Linked DNA regions of Mus musculus: region 1 is linked to region 2. A link is a contact called in public Hi-C data. All regions are on one chromosome and are shown on one strand. The core of a region is the stretch at or near the end of the contact, and the rest is flanking DNA. Distances in the headings are between cores, read along the strand shown. Region 1 has its middle 38 kb from the start of Rab3c. Region 2 holds the start of Rab3c (RAB3C, member RAS oncogene family).

Evidence for each region. A called contact is a pair of places that touch in the nucleus more often than the background predicts.
Region 1: a contact with region 2 is called in a Hi-C map of the N1E-115 cell line, with 3 times the contacts expected there. The contact joins the enhancer-like site here to the promoter of Rab3c in region 2. A contact is called at or near these places in 1 of 39 promoter capture datasets (macrophages), 1 of 15 datasets of contacts at CTCF or cohesin (the NIH/3T3 cell line), 1 of 484 Hi-C or Micro-C datasets (the N1E-115 cell line), 2 of 115 datasets of contacts at active chromatin or transcription factors (embryonic fibroblasts and neural tube) and 1 of 9 other capture datasets (pancreatic islet).

Annotation. Positions count from the first base shown.
Region 1 is chr13:110,315,384-110,320,687 of GRCm38.p6, forward strand. No RefSeq gene overlaps it. Among named protein-coding and RNA genes, the nearest start is that of Rab3c, 38 kb to the left of the region's middle. Within about 2 kb of position 2,303, at least 10 of the 459 cell types and tissues checked have an H3K27ac peak or open chromatin away from gene starts, as enhancers often do. A contact at or near this core is called in the N1E-115 cell line, where this site is marked.
Region 2 is chr13:110,276,753-110,281,630 of GRCm38.p6, forward strand. Rab3c (RAB3C, member RAS oncogene family) reads right to left here and starts at 3,454. Exons shown (of 5, transcript NM_023852.5): 1 at 3,243-3,454. The coding sequence starts at 3,266.

The DNA of each region.
Region 1 (5,304 bases), core at 1,053-3,552, 37 kb after region 2:
GAATGAATTTATGAAATTCCTAGCCAAATGGATGGACCTGGAGGGCATCATCCTGAGTGAGGTAACACATTCACAAAGGAACTCACACAATATGTACTCACTGATAAGTGGATATTAGCCCAAAACCTAGGATACCCAAGATATAAGATACAATTTCCTAAACACATGAAACTCAAGAAAAATGAAGACTGAAGTGTGGACACTATGCCCCTCCTTAGAAGTGGGAACAAAACACCCTGGGAAGGAGTTACAGAGACAAAGTTTGGAGCTGAGATGAAAGGATGGACCATGTAGAGACTGCCATATCCAGGGATCCACCCCATAATCAGCATCCAAACGCTGACACCATTGCATACACTAGCAAGATTTTATCGAAAGGAACCAGATGTAGCTGTCTCTTGTGAGACTATGCCGGGGCCTAGCAAACACAGAAGTGGATGCTCACAGTCAGCTAATGGATGGATCACAGGGCTCCCAATGGAGGAGCTAGAGAAAGTACCCAAGGAGCTAAAGGGATCTGCAACCCTATAGGTGGATCAACATTATGAACTATCCAGTACCCCGGAGCTCTTGACTCTAGCTGCATATGTATCAAAAGATGGCCTAGTCGGCCATCACTGGAAAGAGAGGCCCATTGGACACACAAACTTTATATGCCCCAGAACAGAGGAACGCCAGGGCCAAAAAGGGGGAGTGGGCAGGTAGGGGAGTGGGGGTGGGTGGGTATGGGGGACTTTTGCTATAGCATTGGAAATGTAAATTAGCTAAATACCTAATAAAAAATGGAAAGAAAAAAAAAAAGAAAGCTCCATGTATAACAGAAAAAAAAAAAAAAAAAGAAAAGAAATATTTTCCCTTACAGAATTCTGGACATATTGTCTTATCAAGAGACATGAGCTAGCAGCAGGTCAAATCCAAAATACAGCATAAATAATACATTTAATTTTTGAATTAATCTGTCTAAGTAATTGGAAAGAAGTTATATGCTAGTGCCATTGTAAATGCTTGCAATCATATTCAGTTTGGGGTGACTAGAGTAGACAGCTAATAAAGAAATTTCTTCATCGTAAACATGAAATGCCATGCTCCTCTTTGGTGACACCTACAAGCTCTAGGGTGTCTTGCAAAGGACGAATATGTACAAACATCAGCCTCACTCCCTAGTAACATAGTACACTTGTTGTCCTCATAGATTCTTGAGCCTTAAAAGGGAAGAGAAAAACATAGATGACTCATAAAGATGAAAAGTTTCAGAATGGGGCCACCCACCCATCTCCAAACTTTTAATCCAGAATCGTTCCTGTCTAAAGGAAACATGGGGACAAAAAATGGAGCAGAGACTGAAGGAAAGGCCATCCAGAGACTGCCACACCTAGGGATCCATCCCATCTGTACACACCAAACACTATTGCTGATGCCAAGAAATGCTTGCTGACAGGAGCCTGATACAGCTCTCCCCTGAGAGACTCTGCCAGCACCTGACCAATACAGATGCAGATACTCACAGCCAACCATTGGACTGAGCCCAGGGACCCCAGTGGAAGAATTGGGGGAAAAACTGAAGGAACTGAAGGAGACTGCAACCCCATAGGAAGAGCAATATCAACTAACTGGACCCCACCCCCACCCCAGAACTCCCAGGGACTAAACCACAAACCAAAGAGTACACATGGTTGGGTCCTTGGCTCCAGCTGCATATATAGCAGAGGATGGCCTTATCTGGCATCAATGGGAAGGGAGGCCTTTGGTCCTGTGGAGGCTTGATGCTCCACCATAGGAGGATGCTAGAACAGTGAGGCAGGAGTGGTTTGGTGATTGGAGGAGTACCCTCTTAGAGGCAAAGAGGAGGGAGGATGGGATAGGGCATTTGTGGAGGGGAGACCAGGAATGGAGACAATATTTGAAATGTAAACAAACAAAATAACCAATTAAAAAAAGAAAGAAGAGTTGCCCCTGCTGTCTTAGGTTTATTCCCCATCCCAAAAGAGACTTAGAGAGCATGGTGAACACAGAGTCTCTGTAAGCAACCACAGCCCTTATGGTAGAAGCGATGGTGCTCAGTCTGCGTTGCAATCCCTGCAAGGATCACATACCAGGTATCCTGCTTCCATATCCTATATTTATACCATGATTAATAACAGTAGCAAAATTATGGTTATAAAGTAGCAACAAAAATAATTTTATGGTTGGGGTCACCACAACACAAAGAACTGTATTAAAGGGTTGCAGCATTAGGAACCATTGGGATACTTTCATCTAGATGAACTGTATCAGAGGCAATGAACACTCTTCAGATAGGCTAGTGAAAAGAGAAGTGGGAAATATGCTAGGAGAGCTTTGGTTGGAGAGAAAGCAATGAGGAATCTTTGATTAACATATTATAAAGGTGGCTGAACTTCATTAAGTGATAATAGAGAAGCATTAGAGGACTGGGGGCAGGGAATCAGAAGGATGTCATGTTAATTATTTTTAAAGGAAGATAATGTGAAGTCTTAAGAAAGAAGGATGGATGGGCTGGAGAGATGACTCACAGGATAAGAGCACTGACTGTTCTTCCAGAGGTCCTGAGTTCAATTCCCAGCAACCACATGGTGACTCATAATAATCTATAATGGGATCTGCTGCTCTGTTGTGGTGTGTCTGAAGCTACAATGTACTTATATACATTATATATATATGTATATATATATATATATGTATATATATATATATATATATGAATGAAGGATGGAAAGGAAAGTTGACATCTAGCGATCTGTGCTCTCAGCCATTCTGGAAGTAGAATGGGGTTTACTGAGAGAAAACACCATCACTGTAAATACTCACTGTAAATACTCAGTGTTGAGGTAGTTCATTAACTCTTCCTTGTTGGGTCTTGGAAATTTTGAGTTGAAAATGTTCCCATGCCCCACATTTATGCCCTATCAGTACCTTCAACAGGTTGCTTGGCTTTTAAACTTCAAAGGATCCAACCCATACGAATTTGACTTCTGCTTTAGAGCAGGAGAGCCAGACAAAACATTATGTTCTATTCTACTCTGCTTCAGAATCTAGAGCACGCAGGCGTCCACAAGGTAGACTACAGAAGTATGGCCCAGGACTCTCAGTGTCAATGGCCATGATGCATTCAGTGTGTCATGGGCTTATCTCAGCCAGCATTACTATTCATCAGATCCTCTATGAGCAGCGATGAGTGCCACTCACACTAAGGAGCACTGTCACCTTTGCCAGTGTGTGATATCCTTCACAAGAGACAGGGGACACGGCAAGTTTGTTTTTAAGCAGAAGACTATCAAGAAAGAAAAATTCAGGAGAGCCATAAAAAGTAAACAGATGAATACAAAAATCACTGTTGGTTTTGCATGGTGCCCTACAGAAAAAAAAAAACCCTCCTTTTATTGAACAGATTGCAGGTGTTTAATATGCCAGTTGTGTAGATGACTGCCAAATATGTGTTTTGGAATGAGTAATCGCTGGATACTTATCTGTAGGTTGGCCGTGCTGGCCAGAACGGTTTAGCATTCTACTTCCATGCTAGAGTCTGGACTTGGAGGGCCTCTAGTGGCTGCTGCCAGCCTCATTAAGAGGAAAGAGAACAACTGCCAACAACTGTCGTGTCATGTGAAGAGTTTTAAACACAGAGTTTAAGCTGAAAAAGTTCTAAGTTGTTGTGTGACAGTTAGGAAGCTTTGGAGTGATAATCTGGTGAGCTAAGCCTGTAATCAGAAAACAGCAGTGTTGTCTCTCTTTGCCTGGTTCTATGCGCTATTGAGTTAGTTCAAGAGGCTCCATGGTAAAAAATAAAAGAGGCAAGCAAATACTCTGTTCCAGGAAATGACATTCACCTGCCTCTCAGCACCCACTTTAGGATGTTGGGTGGATATTCTTCAACGTTGAAGCACACTTAGTCTACTTGGATGCAAACTCCATCTGCTTCTCATTGATCACCCACTTAGAGGGGCTCCATAAAGACAGATACCAAATAACAGTGCAGCTATTGGGCTGGAGAACAAAACGCACCAAGCCTTTTCTGTTTGACTCTTACTGGAGACTTTTTACTTTGGACAAGAGAGGGAGACTGGAGGTGTGTTCTGCTGAGAGGTACTCCAGCCAGAAGTACTGATCTATCTGAGTCTGCCTGGAAACCTCCAGAATGAAGCTGTGCATTGAGAGAGACCTTGCCTGTTTGGTTTTGTACTGTGCCTCCTATGTCTCATACACTAAAGGTTTTCAATGCATTTTTGTTCCCAATTAGGTAATGAAAAAAAAATTTAAAGTAAGCTCGTTGTTTCCTGGAGTTAGCTGCTCTTCCCCACGTCGTGGAATGGTGCTTCTAAAACGTTCTTTTGCGTTTAGCTGTTATCACATGACAGTGAACCAAGATGAGCCTTTGGGCAAGTGAGATTAGAAACATCCGTAAATAATAAAAGTGGGAACATTTCCAATATCCTGAGAATTATAGTTTCCTAGGTATGCTATGAAAGAGGCTGAATACCCAAGTCCCCTCCCCTCCCTTCTAAATTCATGTCCTCTTATTCATGCTACACACACACACACACACACACACACACACACACACACATACGTGCAATCTGCTGAGTCCATTTAATGTTGAGATCATGCATGTGTGTTTAAGGCTAAGCAGTTGGGGTTTGATAAACTGTCGTGGGGTTCCTCTCTTGAGAAGATTGCTCTCTCTCTCTCTCCCTCTCTCTCTCAGAAGTCATTAATTCGCCTGTAGCTCCCCCCATCCATGTTGCCATGACAACTGATATTGTCATTCTTCAGGTCTTGTTCAGACAATGATATATTTTAGGTTTCTGATCTATAGCTTTCCCATTATGTATAGAAGACACTATTTTGCAGCAGATACCCCAGTCTTTGGGCTTTTATAATTTTCTGTCTCCTCTTCAGTAATGTTCTCTGAGTCTTAGGTGTAGGGGTTGCATTATAGATTCATCAGTTAGTGTTGGACGTACCACAGTCTGTTGTCCTGTGCATTTAGACACATTGTAGGTTTCTATAACAGTCTCCATCGGCTGCCGAGAGAAGCTTCTTTAATTAGGGGCCTTAAGTACACTCATCTGTGGTTGTAAGGATGCGCTTTTAGAATGCAATCATAAATATAATTGTTATAATTATAATTTGTTCACAGAAATTATATCTGTTTAGGAAAGTGGCAGTAGGGTGCTGTCTTCCAGGGGCTGTGATCTTATCAGCCAAATGTAATTGGCTAGGTTATAATACCAGGCATGAATTCTCTATTAATCACAATTACATTTAGACAATTACCTTAATTATAAA
Region 2 (4,878 bases), core at 2,204-4,703:
AGGCTCTGCTTCTATCAGATAAACCTAGACCTAAGCTAAATGCTAAATGTAAAAGACAAATGAATTCCACTTTAGTCCCATAAGGGACTAAAGAAATTACAAAGAATATAGACAGCAAAACCTTTAAAACACAATGACCCTTCTCAAACATTTAGTTTAGTTTATACAAGCTTATTCTATAAACATAAAATAGAGAGCCAATATGTTTTTCTTTTTTCCCAACCAAATGACTGAGTAGCATTTATACACAGTGTCCTCATTTTTTACACCACACATTTATCCCTTCAGGAGAAATCAGAATAATAGGAGGAATGATAAGAGATCTTTATAAAGATCTGGAAGAATATGAACTCTTTCATATTAGAGAAGTTGTTTAATCTTCATAAACTCTATTAATCTTCCTTTCTAGTCGGTAATGGTGGATTGTAAAGTTTTACAATTTATTTGTATTTTGGCCCTCATACATAATTCATTTGAGGGTTTATACATGCATATTAGTAGCATCTGGACTCCAAGCACTGACTAGACTGGGTTTTTTTTTTTTTTTTTTTTGGTTGGCTCCTGTATTAAAGTTGTTCTCAAAGTCTTGCCCTCAATCACGAGGCCCACTCTTCTCTGTGTCATTTGGCTCCCAGAAATTATTGATATGCTGAAGGAGAGGACTGAAATGACCACCTCCCATACTAATGTTTCCAACTCATATTTGGCAAGTTCTATCCATGGTTATCTAATTAGAAAGACAATGCAAGCACTGAAGGCTATCGTCACACATCATTGTGGTCGTCACTTCGAGAAACAATATTGCCTTATTTTCTATCAGCTTGGGGGGAAATGTTCTGCAGAAAATATCCAAATATCAAAGATAAATATAATGAGCTGAGCACAAAGGCATCTATATAAGAATGTTGGATGCTTTATAATGGACATTTGTGCATTTTTTTCAAATAATTTTATTTCAGAATTTAAAAATCCCCATAATACTTAGGAAGCTAGCCAATAAACTAAAAGCTCACTCTGTTTCATATTACCAACTGAACTAAACACTCCAAAAAAGGAGAAAAACTCTGAGATAAGGGAAGTATAAAATGAAGCTTGCCTTGTGACTCATCCTTTGTAAATGTAAGTTAAGAAACACTTGGGGCATATGTTTAGAATGATGGTACAGCTTATTGTTTGAAAGGAAAAAAGGAATTTCCAGTATTTCTAATGTTGCATCATTGTGTCTCAACATTACATGGAATATGATTCTAGTTTAGAAAAATGGATCCTAGCAGAGTAACTGCTGCTTAAGAAAACCTAAGTTATATTCATCCTCTGAATTATTACATAATTTAAAAAATATGAAAATGATAGAAGTCACTATAACAATAATCTATTGAAATGAATGTGTGTTCTTGGATAAGTACACTTTTCACAAGTCTGACATAATCACAATAGCTTTGGGGAGGCTATATATTAAATTCCAAAAATATAATTCAGTGAATTAAAATATTCCATAAATAGAAAAGTACCTGTATCTATCAGAAAATTAAGTCCACATTACCTAATTTTTACATTAATTTGCCATTAGAGTTTTCATTGAAATACACCTTTTACAATACCTAGTATATATCTAGTGGGCATACCCACAATGATTTAAGATATGTCCTAAAGCAATAACTCCATATAGTTCTATAACATTTAATTACCTTTCTAAACAGTCTAAGCAACACAGAAAAATAATATCAATATACAATAGCCATTTTGACAGAAAGATTTCAGAGCATCAACTTTAAATTCTAATGTACATTATTATTTTTCATTTTTGAAATAATTGAAAAATCATAAATTTTGGAGTCATAACATATTTTGATGTAAATGTGCACAGTGAAGTATGGAAACACAGTTTTTAAGACAACTGCTAATATATACTTATCATCAAATATTATTAATTCAGCTAGTTGGCTCTTAGCAACACCTCCAGAAAGGGAAATTATCATAAGCTAATAGACCCTGATTGCAACAGTCTTTATTGTCTGTCCACACTCATTTTACACAAGGTCTATAATAAAAAGCTAACTCACAAACAGAAATATCCGATGTCACACAAAGGGCCCACTATTCCTGGGAACGAATCAATTTTTCAATAACTCTTAATGTAATTTGAGGTCTTCCATTATATAATACTCCTGAAAACAATTAAATTCTATAGTGTTTTCATTTAACCGTCCAGTTAGGATTCCTTAATACGTATATAAAAGTCATAAAATAAATTAAAAGTAAATGAAAGCAGATGTATAAAGTCCTTGATTCAGGAGGAAACCATGGGGAATGTTTGAGACTGGATAGTCAAATATTTATGTTGCTGAGTTTACCAACAGAGGTGGATTCTGAAGGGAAGCAACACATTCCAAATGGAGTGCTTTCTAATCTTCTCATCCCATTCATAAAACGCCGCTCTGTTATGCAATGAGCCCATTTAGCTTGGCTAACAAACATAGACTTATGTTTAGCCTTAATCAGTTGTACACAGATAGGAGAAACAAGTCTTTAGCTTGGCTAACAAACATAGACTTATGTTTAGCCTTAATCAATTGTACACAGATAGGAGAAACAAAACTAGTCTTTACTTAAAAGCATAACTTAGGTGACTAGCTCCAAAAGAGGTACTCTTCATTTCTGAAGGAAGTAAACCCGAAGAATGTGATTAAAATGGGGAATCTAGTGGTACAGTGAATGGCCACCTCATCACAGGAATGCTGGGGAAGAGAGGGTCCTCGAAACGTTTCCGGCCAGTTAAGCAGACATAGATCAAGGATGTCATAGCTCTGAGATAACTGTGAATGTGTTTGCTCTTTACCTCTGATACTAGGACCCTAATCTTTTTTGCCCTTTCTTTTCTTTTATCTTTCTTGTTTTTTAGACCACTTTGGGGGATACTGACACTGACATTTCTTTCTTAATGTCCTTAACCAAGCTGAATTCGCTCTACCCAGTCGAGATGGAGAACTCTCAGTAAATTCGTGAGAAAATTCTCCAGTTCACACCGCTATCACTAACCCAGGAAGCCAAGACCATCAAAGACAACAAGAGATGGGCTGTCCTCACTTTGTTAGCTCGTGTTTTCATTTTCCACACTCAACCTCCTAGGGAGCCCAGAAAGAAAATGAACAACCCTATCTATCTTTCATCAAGTCCCCTGAGCTGCTAGAGAGACCCTCTCAGTTTCTCCGAGACCATTCTTTCTTTCTTTGTAGACCCACCTGCATGGGCGCCTCGTGTCTCATTGTAGGCAAATGTCCTTTCTCTCTTGCTAGGACAGCGCTGGTCCGGGAGCCTGGTCAAGCGTGCACAGCCTGCGCGCTCCCCGCAACACTCCGCACGCGTGGGGCTCTGTAGCCCGCTCCAACATCAGCACCGGAGCTGTCCGCTCCTGACTCCGCACAAGCGTTCTGGCCAGGGACCCCGTGAGCTTCTGGGAGTTGTAGTCTAATCTTAAGAGGCAAATGCTCAAATGGGAAAATTGTGAACTACAATTCCCAGAGACCCAGAAAGATTTCCCTCGGGCTAGCCCCTCCAGCTGCACTGGGCGGTGGAAACCTCCCTTCTTTCCAGTTACACCGGTTGTTCTCGCTCTCAGCCTGCCTAACCATTTCTTCAAAGAGCGCTAGCGACAATAACACCAATTCATCCCAAACTAGGACTTTTTCTTCACAGTATCGCTTTTGGAAGCCAGACTGTATCTCTCTGGCTAGAAAACGCAGCACTTTGTTCTAATTTCCAATGCAAATGGGCTTTACCTTATCTCTATCCTGAACCCGGAAAGTTTATACTTACCCAGAGTGGAGTAGTTTTACAGTCTTATTCAACGATCGTGCGGGGAAAACGGCAGTGGGTGGCACACACATAAGAAAAGCGGTTCATCCGCAAGACTGAATTGAGAAGATCGGCACGCACGCAAACGCGAACACACACACACACACACACACACACACACACACACACATATCCACAAAAGCTAGATTTCTGACTGAGCCCGCCAGGCACTCCTTTCTGTTTACCTTTCCATACAGCTCCATTGCAGCCGGAGGTTCTGATAGCCTCAAGTAAGTCTCCCCACTACAAAGGAGATGAAGGTCTTATGCAGGCGAAAGAGCACAATGGAAAGGCTTGGAGGAGTGGTTTGCGAGACCGAAATGAGGGATGGAAGGGACAGCGGGTTTAGATGGAGGGCTTTCTTTCAGAGGGAAACCCAGAAGTCTTCTAGTGACAGCTGCAAAGAAAAGGCTGCTAGTCTCCTAAGAAGTGCCAGGGGCGCCCGTGCCAAGCGGCCCCTCCCCTAGCCCTCCCAGCACACACACTACCTGAGTGCTGCAGAGCTGATAGGGCACTGGGTTATTTACCAAAAGCAAGTCACACAAAATGAACACATTCATCACCAGAGCCCTGGAGCACCTTCACGGAATGAGATGGGAGATCTAGATTAAGTTAGCCGGTCAGTCCTTTCTTAAACGCGCGTGCAGCTATTCCTTTTATATTGCAATTACTCTCCTCCTGGAACGTTTCATACCATGACCTTCACGTCTCTAAACTGGACATTTATGTGCTTTTGTCAACTTCTAATGTGTGAGAGGACTTTTGTCGTCCGTCGCTGAGACAAGTCCTCTCCCCTCCAGAATGCAAGCTATCTGTGACCCCCCCCCCACCTTTTCAAGATGTCAGATTTATGACATGAGAGGCAGAGTCAAAGTTGAAACCCTCATGATATTCACAGACAGTCATACAAAGGTTAATTCGAGTCATCTTTGAACTTCATCTCCTTAGATAGATCAGCAGAAAGGATGTTCTGGGACTTAAATGGGCTAGAAACATGTCTTGGGAATTATCCTTCATATTCCC